Linked DNA regions of Mus musculus: region 1 is linked to region 2. The links are chromatin contacts, called in public Hi-C maps. All regions are on one chromosome and are shown on one strand. The core of a region is the stretch at or near the end of the contact, and the rest is flanking DNA. Distances in the headings are between cores, read along the strand shown. Region 1 overlaps Grhl2 (grainyhead like transcription factor 2). Region 2 has its middle 6.6 kb from the start of Gm41296.

Evidence for each region. A called contact is a pair of places that touch in the nucleus more often than the background predicts.
Region 1: a Hi-C map of cerebellum shows a contact between it and region 2, with 1.7 times the contacts expected there. The contact joins two enhancer-like sites. A contact is called at or near these places in 4 of 484 Hi-C or Micro-C datasets (the N1E-115 cell line, cerebellum, embryonic fibroblasts and 1 more), 1 of 115 datasets of contacts at active chromatin or transcription factors (pancreatic cancer cells) and 1 of 9 other capture datasets (embryonic stem cells).

The regions. Positions count from the first base shown.
Region 1 is chr15:37,319,943-37,322,642 of GRCm38.p6, forward strand. The region is part of intron 8 of Grhl2 (grainyhead like transcription factor 2); the gene reads left to right. Among named protein-coding and RNA genes, the nearest start is that of Gm16136, 88 kb to the left of the region's middle. Within about 2 kb of position 1,354, at least 14 of the 459 cell types and tissues checked have an H3K27ac peak or open chromatin away from gene starts, as enhancers often do. A contact at or near this core is called in cerebellum, where this site is marked.
Region 2 is chr15:36,714,767-36,717,637 of GRCm38.p6, forward strand. No RefSeq gene overlaps it. Among named protein-coding and RNA genes, the nearest start is that of Gm41296, 6.6 kb to the left of the region's middle. Within about 2 kb of position 1,560, at least 343 of the 459 cell types and tissues checked have an H3K27ac peak or open chromatin away from gene starts, as enhancers often do. A contact at or near this core is called in cerebellum, where this site is marked.

The sequences.
Region 1 (2,700 bases), core at 104-2,603, 600 kb after region 2:
TGTGTTGGATTTGAACATTACAAACTTAAGTTTTAAGACCTGGGGGTGTGGCCAGGTTGGAAGGCTGCTCACTTAGCTTGTACAAAGCCCTGGCTTTGATCTCTGGTATCACACAGACCAGGAGTATATGCAGCCCTGTCCAGAGAGAGAGGGAGGGGGGAAGGGGGGAGGAGGAGGAGGAGGAGGAGGAGGAGGAGGAGGAGGAGGAGGAGGAGGAGGAGGAGGAGGAGAAGACAAGAAAGTAAACCACCAAGAATTTGAGTGAATGAGTCTTTCAGTCTGCATTTAAATTCTCAGGATGGGAGCTTGTCACAACTGAAGCAGACAGCCAACGGTTACAATGTCTCACATCTTCCCATTCCCAGTGTGCTGCTTGCTGTGCAAGATCTCCTGGGGTGGTAGACCTAAATGGTGCAGATTGGAGACCAATGGAGGCTTGTGACCAGGACCGTTTTAATTTACCTTGATTTAATGTTTGTTCAATTAATGAGATTCATAAGCTGATCCACACTGAGTCATCTGAGGTTGACTTTACAAATTCCCTGAGGGAAAATCTGGTCAGGAGGGGGAAGTGTCCTTTGGGGAAGTGCTGGAGCACCCTGTGTTGTAGAGGGAGCCAGCTGACCCATGCTCTCAGTGGCCTGGTTAACTGTGCTCTGGGTCTGAGGAAGGGCATGCATCCGGGAGACTGGCTCTGGGCAGTATGGTGCTGCTGGTGATGGTGCAGGACTCCTTACATGCTCCTGCATGGCTCCTTTTCGTTTAAAAGTATGGCCTCATTTAAATACCATAGCATTATAGTGCAGATTGTTGGAGCTTTTTAAAAGACAGGGTATGAATGCAGGAGGGCTGGCTGCAGGAGCTCCCTTCCCTTCCCTCCCCTCCCCTCCCCTCCCCTCCCCTCCCCCCTTCCCTCCACTCCCCTCCTCCTCCCCCTTTCCCTTCCACTCCCTTCCCTTCCTTCCCCTTTCCCTTCCACTCCCCCTCCCCCTTTCCCTTCCACTCCCCCTCCCTTCCCTTCCCCTGCCCTCCCCTCCCCCTCCCTTCCCTTCCCTGTTTGTGAATTTCACCTTATTCGCTCAGCTGTAGAGGAAGCCGGTTTCTTCTGGAAAGCCCCCTATTGCAGGACAACTCTACCTATTGCCTGATTTGGAGGTTTTAGATGATGGTTCCTGCTCTCTGTCAGGTCCGGTGCTCCCACACGCCCAGCCTGCCTAGCCCTGGTGAGCCCTCTATTTTTAATGTTAGTCTCTCCTCCCATTGCGGAGCCCCATGGCCTTCTTCAGTAGCTCGCTGGCCCTCTAACTCAGGGCTGTTTGTTTATTCCACTTGGCCATGGCACACGATTGGCCACTCGCCGATGGCCTTGTCACTGCAGAGCTGCCGTGCCTCTCTCTCCACAGCCCAAGGCCCACCTTATGGTCTTTCCTGCCATCTACTCAGCTTCCTTCTTTATTATTTCTTCTCTACCCCTCTCTTAACCCACGATTCCTACAGGGGGTCTTCTGGCTAATCTCTTCCCAAGTTCTCACAGCAAATCTGGTCTGAATTGTCCAACTGAGTGTCTGATTATGTTTGCCCCAGAACACCGGCTGGCGCTAGAAAGAAGCAGTCCTGTGCTGGGACCAGGGCTTGTTATAGACTCTGTGCTTCTTACGTAAGCATGCGTGGATAGGGAGGTGGTTAGTTGGACAGACAGACAGATGATCAAGCTGAGTATGTAGTTGGTGCTTCATTTAGGCATGCTGGTACCTCAGTCCGTAGATGCGTAGATAAATCTACAGACAAGCAGAGAGCTTCACAGAGTACTTGGATCAGAGCAACTAAGCCACGCTGAGATCCTGGCAGCATCAGCTACTTCTGTCAATCTTATGAAAGCATGATCGTGCACAGAAGGGAACAAAGCATATTTGGAAAAATAACTCACGTTAACTCATTGAATAAATGTTTGCTGAGGAACCTAAGCCTGCCATAATGCAGCTAACTTGAGGCAGACAAAGGGGCTTCTTAAGGGGTTTTTGCCCTCATGGAACAGATAGGTAATTACACAAAACAGCAAACAACACATTCAATTTAAATAATATTAAGTATATGAAGAAGACAGAAAAGAGAAACTTGAGAGAGTGTGCCTCTCTCTTGGAGGGAAGGCTAGAGCTGGTGTGTCTGAAGAGGATCTGCAAGGACAGCAGAATGTAGTGGCCCTGAAATGGACCAGGTTTGATCTTCTCTGGAAACAACAGAAACAAACAAACAAACAAAAAACCCAGGGGTGGTGGAAAAGGAGAAAAACCATTGCAGAATGGGAGAGAAAATCAAGCATTTATCTGTGTGTATCCAGACGTACCCATAGCCAGTGTAGAAAATAAATGCATTGTAAGAATACAAGGTAAAACAAAATAGAGAAATACAGGCATCATATCTGCAAATCGCCGTGCAAGCGGGGGCTTCAGGAAACAACAGGCACAAAGAGGAAGCTCTGAGAGCAGGCGTGGGTGGGCTTGTCTTGCTAGTCTCTCCTCACACATAGTACCAGCAGAGAAGAACTGGTGGGTGGATCTGAGTGTCCATAGAGGACACCAGCAGCTCATGCTTCAGTGTTGTCCCTTGAGGCTCCTTAGCATCTGCCTGTCTCAATTTGTCATTCCATCTGCACTCAAGCACAATCTTACTGAAGTGGAAGAAAAATGAAAAAAAAAAATG
Region 2 (2,871 bases), core at 310-2,809:
TCCTCCTCTCCCCTCCCCTCCCCTCCTCCCCCTCTTCCTCGTTCCCCTTCTCTCCTCTCCTTCCCCTCCTATGGGGGACAGTCATGGAGAATGGTTCTTTTCCTCAAAGTGTCTTGAGTCATAGTTATTATCATTATAATTATTATTTTCAAGACAGGGTTTCTGTGTGGTCCCTGCTGTGTTCGAAACCTTTTCTGTAGACCAGGCTGGTTTGGAACTCAGAGATCCACCTCTACTGCCTCCTGAGTGCCAGGATCAGAGGTGTGCTCGATTCTTCCCAGCTTTGAGTCATATTTAAAAGACTCTGTTTTCCCTAGTGACTAAGTAGCAGGTATGTTCATCCACAAATGTAAGCACTAAAAATAACATGTTTACCATAGTTTTCATCCAATTTAGTTCTAATTTGCATATTCATTCTCTCCCCTCCCCCGGTAAAACGGAGGTATGTTTGGGATTTATTCTCTCAAACACACCCTCCCATTCTATGACTGAACAATGGAAAGCATTTCTGGTTTCAGGGCTCAGTGATGGGGATCCAGCTGGCCAGGGGGTTCCTTTGGGTGTGGATGAGGATCTACATCATAAGTGCACTACACACATATGGGCACACACATGGGCACACACATGCACACATACTCATGTACACACGTACACATATTCCTACATATGTGCGCACAGCACATTCATGCACATACATGCACGTATACACACGTGTACACATGTACACACATGTATGCACAAATGCATACACATACATAGTGCTGCTGGAACTGTAACCTGACCTGGTGTCTTCAGAATACAGTATCAGAGTGTAACAAGGTTGAACAGTTTGTAATGCCTGCACTTCTCTGACTCTGTGTTATACACTTTCCCAAAGTTCATTACACACACACACACACACACACACACACACACACACTTTGCACATTTAGTTTATGTCTTCAATTCTTATGATTCCTAAAAGTTCAACTCTATCGAAACTCAAAAGCCATTGAAAGATGCGTTGCTGTGGTCCTTTTTCTGGTTTTCAGTAACAGGCCCCACCCAGTCTTCTGACTGAGGCAGGAGAAACAAAACAGGAAACAGCACTGTGTGTGGAGGAGACAACCACGCTCAGGTTTAAAGAATATTCTCGGGCCCACGGACATGTTAATCAGCGGCAGTCAATATGAAATTGGGACAGATCTAATAGCATCGAAACAGTCGTGCATCTGGGTTCGCGAACGCGAAAAGGAGGCTCGCATAAATACAGTCACCACATTGGAATTTCTCAGTTACACACCATGTAAAGGGCGGGACTTCCTTTATTAAGGATATGACCTCTAAAAGTTAAAAACAGGGACTCCCCCTTTTTTCTCTCAACATAGTTTAACCCGGAGGCTCTGGGTCTAGTTATGTACAAAGTGTCACATTTAGAACATAAAAGAATAATTTTTCGAGCGGATTTGCAAGAGCTGCACATACAATTTTCTACCGCTAGATGGCTCTGAACCTCACAGTGGCGCAGTAATGATATTTGTGCCTATTTATAGATACAGATCGCAGACCCTTCTGTTAGTTTCATAATCCTCTTACGTAATGCTGGCTTACCAGGGACGGTTAATTACCACTCTGGAGATGGGCAGAAGGACCCTTAGGACACGATGTCCCTAGCACTGGACTGGAAGTTCTTAAAGGGTCTGTCCTTGGGTGACCAAGCAGAACTCCAAAACTCTGGAATTTGTCCCCAGAGAAACCGGAGAGGCCAGAGAGGCCAGGTGAAGGATAAAAACAAAGAGCAGCTGCCTGAAGCACGTGACCAGCTGGATGCTGGTGGCTGAGGCCAAGTCAGCCTGTTCTTGGGTCTGGAACCGGCAGAGAGCTAATGCTCTAAGAAGCTTTCTCCTAGCAGCCGCACCTGCCCACAGCCCTCTTCAGAGGCCTGTTCTAGTCACATCTGCCCACCCCTAGGGACTCAAGGACCAGCAAAGCCATGCTAGTGTTCCTGACCAGAGAGCTGCACCAGTCTGCTTCCTATGGGCATTTTCCTAAGGGCACCAACTATTCTTTGTCTGTGAGGCCCACATAGAACTATGGCCAACAGTTTGCACACAGTAGGTACATATTCAGTGTCTGGTGGAAACAAGGGGTTTGACAGGAAGGGTCAGAAAGGCTGATGAAGTAATTGCTTATAAGTTTCTGAATCTTTTTTTTTTTAAATTTATTTACATTTCAAGTGTTATCCCTTTACCCAGTTTTCCTCCCCTTCCAGAAAACCCCTATTTCATACCCTCTCCCCCTGCTTCTATGAGGGTGTTCCTCTCTCCACCCACCCACCCACTCCCGCCTCCCCGCCCTCAATTCCCCTACACTGAGGCATCTATTAAGTTTTCAGAGAACCAAGGACCTCCCCTCCCATTGATGCATGACAAGGCCATCCTCTGCTATATATGCCGCAGGAGCCATGTGTACTCCTTTGTTGGTGGCTTAGTCCCTGAGAGCTCTGGGGAGTCTGGTTGGTTGATATTGTTGTTCTTCCTATGGGGTTGCAAACCCCTTCAACTCCTTCAGTTCTTTCTCTAACTCCTCCACTGGGGACCCCCCCCCCCCCCGCACTCAGTGCTAAGGTTGGCTTCGAGCATCTGCCTCTGTATTTGTCAGGCTCTGGCAGAGCCTCTCAGGACACAGCTGTATCAGGCTCCTGTCAGCAAGCATTTCTTAGCATCCACAATAGTGTCGGAGTTGGTGACTGTATCTGGGATAGATCCCCAGGTGTGGCAGTCACTGGATGGCCTTTCCTTCAGTCTCTGCTCCTCACTTTCTCTCCATATTTGCTCCCGTGAGTGTTTTGTTCCTCTTTCTAAGAAGGACCAAAGGACCCACACTTAGGTC